Regions from separate parts of the Rattus norvegicus genome. Here region 1 is linked to region 2. Evidence: chromatin contacts called from public Hi-C data. All regions are on one chromosome and are shown on one strand. The core of a region is the stretch at or near the end of the contact, and the rest is flanking DNA. Distances in the headings are between cores, read along the strand shown. Region 1 overlaps Cdk14 (cyclin-dependent kinase 14). Region 2 holds the start of Cdk14 (cyclin-dependent kinase 14).

What was found. A called contact is a pair of places that touch in the nucleus more often than the background predicts.
Region 1: a Hi-C map of psoas muscle shows a contact between it and region 2, with 1.6 times the contacts expected there. The contact joins the enhancer-like site here to the promoter of Cdk14 in region 2. A contact is called at or near these places in 2 of 12 Hi-C or Micro-C datasets (the Rat2 cell line and psoas muscle).

Annotation. Positions count from the first base shown.
Region 1 is chr4:29,847,944-29,850,789 of GRCr8, reverse strand. All of the region lies in intron 5 of Cdk14 (cyclin-dependent kinase 14), which reads right to left. Among named protein-coding and RNA genes, the nearest start is that of Speer4cl3, 200 kb to the left of the region's middle. Within about 2 kb of position 1,324, at least 6 of the 93 cell types and tissues checked have an H3K27ac peak or open chromatin away from gene starts, as enhancers often do.
Region 2 is chr4:29,619,825-29,622,537 of GRCr8, reverse strand. It overlaps Cdk14 (cyclin-dependent kinase 14), which reads right to left and starts at 1,321. Exons shown (of 15, transcript NM_001395582.1): 1 at 728-1,321. The coding sequence starts at 818.

The DNA.
Region 1 (2,846 bases), core at 75-2,574, 230 kb before region 2:
TCCTATGGCTGGTGAAATAACTCTACATATGGGGCCAAGCATGACAACCTGAATTCAATCGGCAGGATCCACATGGTGGAAAGAGAGAACTCACGCCTACAAGCTGCCCTCTATCTTCCACACATGTGCCATGACAGATGTGCACATGAACATATATGTGTGTTTGTGTGTGTGTGTGCAAATGTAGGCTTATTTTTTCAATGTCCTTCCAAGACTTCCCTATGCTCTCCCCTACACATCTCTATACATTCAATAGTCACTCATCTGCCATCCACAAGGACAGTGGGGTTTTCATGGGAGGCCGTGTTATTTGGCTTTTGGATCCTAACATATACCCTGAATATCTACCTCATTTCGATGATATAAAAGAAAGTAGGTATCTGTTATGGTTTGGATCAAGAATAACCCCTAGAGACTCCTGTACCAAAGGCTTAGTCTCAGTGGTTAGCATTATTGGGATAGCTGGAAGTACTGAAGACTTCAGGAGGTGAAGACTGCCAAAAGAGGACTCACTTGGCTGAGCCTTTAAGGCTGTATCTTGCTCCTTTGCTATTGCTGTAAGTCCTGTCTGCTTCCAGGCTTCCACAAAGTAAGAAGCTTTCCTCCTCCACACCTTACTACTGTGATGTTTCTGTTTCACAGCCCATACAGCAGCCAACCGTGGACCAAAGCCCTGAAACCATAAGCTAAAATAAACGTGTTGTCCATGATATTCTTTCCATTAATTTCGTGTGACAGTGACAAAGTCAGTAAATGAACTGAATGAAACCTTACGTTCATCTGAAAACATGGGGAAGAATGTACATAGCAATGGGCTGGAGATTTGACTCACGGGTTAAGAGTGTTAGCTGTTCTTTCAGAGAAGCTAAGTTTGGCTTCTAGATCACATACAGTGGCTCCTAATTATCTGTAACTCCAGTTCCAGAGATATGATGTCCTCTTATGACCCCCAAGGATACTAAGTATGCATGTGGCTCTGTTCACACAATTAGGCCAAAACATAAGAATAGAAAAAGGAATATCTATCCACTGAAGCAACAAAGCATCTTTGGGGTAAGCAGTAAGATAATTTATGACACAATCAGACAGTGAAACACTATTTTACTGAGCTACCAAGCAACAAAACAATATGCACGGCCTCTACCCACCTATTACTGTGTGGAGAAGCATTTATTAAATGGCTTGGCACTCTGGTTCTAACCATACCTTATGCTGGAAAAGAAAGCTATAGAGATGGCAGATAAGACGAGTGGCTGGAAGTGGTCGAATGAATGTGAGAGGTGGAATAAATAGGGCAGAGAAAATGTTAAAGATGGGAAAGTGTTCCGTGCAATACTAGAATGATGGGTATGTGACATCCTCTCCACACGGATGGAACCCTAATGGGGACTATGGCTTCAATTCATAGTGGCGTACCAATACTTCATCATCTGTAACAGAAGTACCACACCCGTACAAGATGTTGATAATTAGGGAAACCCCGTGGCAAAGGAGACCCTTTGGTCAAAAATAGTTTTAATTTCTAAAATGTATGTAACTGAATATAGAATTTTATTGAAAAATTAAAATTTAAAAAATGATGTGAAATTGAAAACTTTAAAAAGTAACTCTAAAAAATAAAATAATAATAATCTACCTTTGCTCTTGCTTCCCTACTACCACCATTTCTACAGAGACAGCCAAGGGCCAGAACACTGCGTTCTTTAAGGGTAACATAAAAACAGTCAGGTTTCATTGAAGAATTCCAAGTGAATAGATTAATAGCCTGCAAGGGTTTTCTGTTGTTGCTGCTGCTGCTAATTATAGCATTTAAGAGCTTTCCCCTAAGTTTTTGGAAGCTGAACTCAGACTCTCACATGTAATTCACTCCAACATCTGGGATTAATTGGCAGCCCTTACTCAATTTCTCTGGGAGGAATTCTTGACAGATAACTGTAATTGCAAAAGCAGTTTCTGAAATTTCTATCCAGATGACTAATCAAGTCTTTAGGAGTTTTGACTGCAAGAGGGGTAAACACTCTACATGGTCATTTTTGCATTCATATGTTGTTAAAAGAGTCCTTTCCAGAGCATGAGTAATAGCATCTGTAAACAATGACAGGCTCACGGTACAGATATTATGTCAATTGTAATTCATAAAGAGCCTATTAAAAATACTTGCCAGTTTCTTATATTCAGATTTATTCTACCAGAAAAATAAATATATAAATTTTATCTGTTACAATTTGCATATAAGACTATATTTTTGTAAAAAATTATTATCCCTAAAAAACGATGTTTATCTGAAACAATCACTTTCGCTACTTCACAATAATCCCAGTATTCAGGCCGATGCAGGAGGATCGTGAATCTGAGGACAGTCTAAATTACACAGCAAAATCCTGCCACCATATTAAAACAAAACAGTAAAAGATAAAATTAATCACTCTCGTTGTGATGGCTCATATGCACACACCTCCATTTTTCTGCCACAGCAAGTCAGGCAGGAGCAAAGGCCACAGTTGCTCCTGGCTCTGAAGGTATCCCCCACAGAGTATTTGAATTTGCTTTTGCCAGAGTGTTGTTAGTGATGCTCATGGGCATTTTCCTTAAATAGAAGAATTGCAAAGGACTGCAATGGGGCCATTTTCTCTGTCAGAGGAAGGTTTTCCTGGAGGGTTCTGTGGGGCTGTTGGATTCCCAGGAGTTCCGTGCAAATGCACTCTGTTAAATGAGTCAGGATGCTCACTCGGGTGTGAGCACACACCACAGACCTAGAGCAGGTCAGCGTGAGAGGGGAAGGAACAAAGTCGCCCGCTCCTGCTACATAAATTCAAGCCCCCATCAGCTAGGCAGGTCAGTTTTAG
Region 2 (2,713 bases), core at 72-2,571:
TCGATCCTTTTTTCTTATTGCTGTTTGTTTATTCTCTGTTAAATTGGTTGGTTGCTTTTTAAAGAAGACAATAGCCTCTGGACTGCACTAACAGTGCAAGTTCATGAGACTTATTCTAAATGCCCCCACAACTTCACAGCTCGCATTTCACCATAGCAGCTAGAAGGTTCAGAGACCTACAAACTGAACACCCAAACCTCCATTTATAGGACCAGAAGTACGGAACAAAAGGTCCCAAGGTATCTGTCCCACTTCCTTTAGGTTGAGTACGTTAAAAAACATCAGGCGCCTGTCAACGTTTCGACAATTCCCAAAGCTACATTATTGGCTAAACACCTAATACCAACGCTCTTTAAACAAAACAAAAACAAAAACAAAAAAAAGTAACCTGGGTGGCCACAGAGCCCCGATGGCGGTGGGGACCTGGTGTCCCCTCTCCAGTTCACTGTAGGCGCCAAAGATACTATTGGCGGGGAGGAGGAACTCAAATTGGAGGGTTGAGACAGTCCACGAATGAAGCTCAGACCGTGGGGGAGAGGGGTAGCCCTCCAGCTTATCCCTGCCCTGCCGGGAGTCCCCACCGAGGTCCTCCTCCATCCCTGTCCGCACCTCACCCGGAGGTGGCAGCTGCCTGGCTGGTGCCCTGAGCACGGAGAGGGCGCGGGGACCGAGGGAGCGAGCCCGGGGATCGCCCGCAGGACACCGGGGTACAGCGGACCACACTCACCGATGCGGCTGAAACTCTCGGACAAAGTTCTCCTCAACTTCTTCATCTTGCCGATCTTCTCGGCCGGCTGCGGTTCAATGAGGTCGCACATCTGGGCGACGCGGGGCCCGGGCAACTTCGCGAAACTGGTCCAGCGCAGCGCAGCGCAGACAACGGCGGGCGAGGGCGCGCGGCGCGGGGAAGGCGGCGCCTCGTCCTGCTCCTCCGCCTCCTCGCGGGCCGCGGGCGACGCGCAGCGCTCGCCTGCCTGCGGGGCTCGGGCCTGGGCCGAGGCTGGGCGCGCGGGGGCGTCTTACGTGGTGCCGGGGGCGGCCGCGATCCCCGCCGCCCGGGGGCCCCCGCGCTGCGCCGCTGCCCGCCGCATTTTCCCTCCTTTGTAAGCCAGAGCCGCGCGGCCGCGACCGGAGACGGGGGCGGCGCGGCCGAGGAGGCGCAGGCGGCTGCAGGCGAGGCGCGCGGGACAAGTTCCCCAGCCCGAGGGGCGGCGCTGCACGGAGACCCGCGACTGCCCTGGCCAGAGGCCTGGCGCCCGGGACCCAGGCGCGACCCCGCGCCGCGTTCCGACTCCGACTCCGAGGCCTCCGCCGCCCTCCCGGACCCACCGCGCCCGGGCGGCGCCCCCTCCCGGCCGCCCGCGCTCCGCCGGCCGCGGCCGCGCTCCTCCCGCGCGCTCCGGGACCGCAGCCCACGGGCAGACGGACAGACAGACGGCCGGCCGCCCTGGGCTCCCGGCCGACCCTGTCCACCCGGTGCGGTGCGATCCTTGTTGGCCCCGACCCGGAAAGGTTGGGGAGTGTCGGGCGCGGTGCACGAGTGCCTCGGGGACGCATTCGGGTTTAGTAGAGACTTTTTGGGGTGGGGTGGGGTGGGTGGTTTTAATTTACAGGGAAAGTGGGTGCTCCGAAGGCCAGAAGAGGCCTGATTTTCATTGGGGTACAATGCAAAAGCTGAAAATGGCCCCCTGGAACTTCCAGAAGGCAGGGTGTTTTGCCTCAGCCCTGACTCTGGATGACAGGAATGTCTCAGAGATTCCTCAGAGGGATACTCAGGTCATCAGTAAATTTACTACCTTTTGTCACCTCCTTGCCCTACTTCAGTGAATGAACTTGAAAAGGGACTTAAGGGTGGCTTTTTTTTTTAAAGTCCCGGGACAAACAGTTCCGGCAGAAAACACAGTCTTTTTTTTCCCCTAATAAATGAGGTACTCCAAACGTCAGTCTCCCAGGGGAGGGTGAAGGAAGATGGGGGAAGGCCTGTTGTACTGATTCTGGGCCAGCAAAGTCCTTATGAATAGAAATGTTAGTGATCTTGAGTCATCTGGCTGTGTAAGCAATAGGAGCTTTTGTGGGCGTGACAATGCTGTTTGGTTTAAAGGAAGTTTTGGGGAGTTTGTGTTTTGTCAAAAGATTTTTATCTTAAAACAAAAACTAGCCCCCTGCCTTCCTTAAATTGTGAGGTAGAACACGGATTTGTTCCGCCCTGTGCTGAGCACATTACAGGGTTTTGGTAGATTGCCACTGATAAAAGGCAGCTAGCTAGTCAAGCCAAGCCCCTAACAGAGGAGAGAGCCAAGAATTCATGAGCAAAGTCAAGATAGTTTAAACGCAGGGATGTTGGATCCTGACAGCCAAATCTCAATAATTACAGAAGGCATCAAAGTGTGACCTGATACAGGAAAAAAAAGTTTTAACATTTATCACGTGGTCAGATCAATTAGAAAATTAGCAGTTACAACTGAACACACACAGAGAGAGAGAGACAGAGAGACAGAGAGACAGAGAGAGACAGAGACAGAGAGACAGAGACAGAGAGCCAAACACTGATAGGTTCTTCCAGCTAACAAAGACGAAAAAAAAAATCGTCAAAGATAAAAATTTAGAGTGCTATACTTATGTGGTCACACTGCTGTCCATTTGGAAAAGGCCAGTTTGAGTAAGGACACAGGCCCAGTGTGCTTGTCCTCACACACTGTGTGTATGTGTGCAT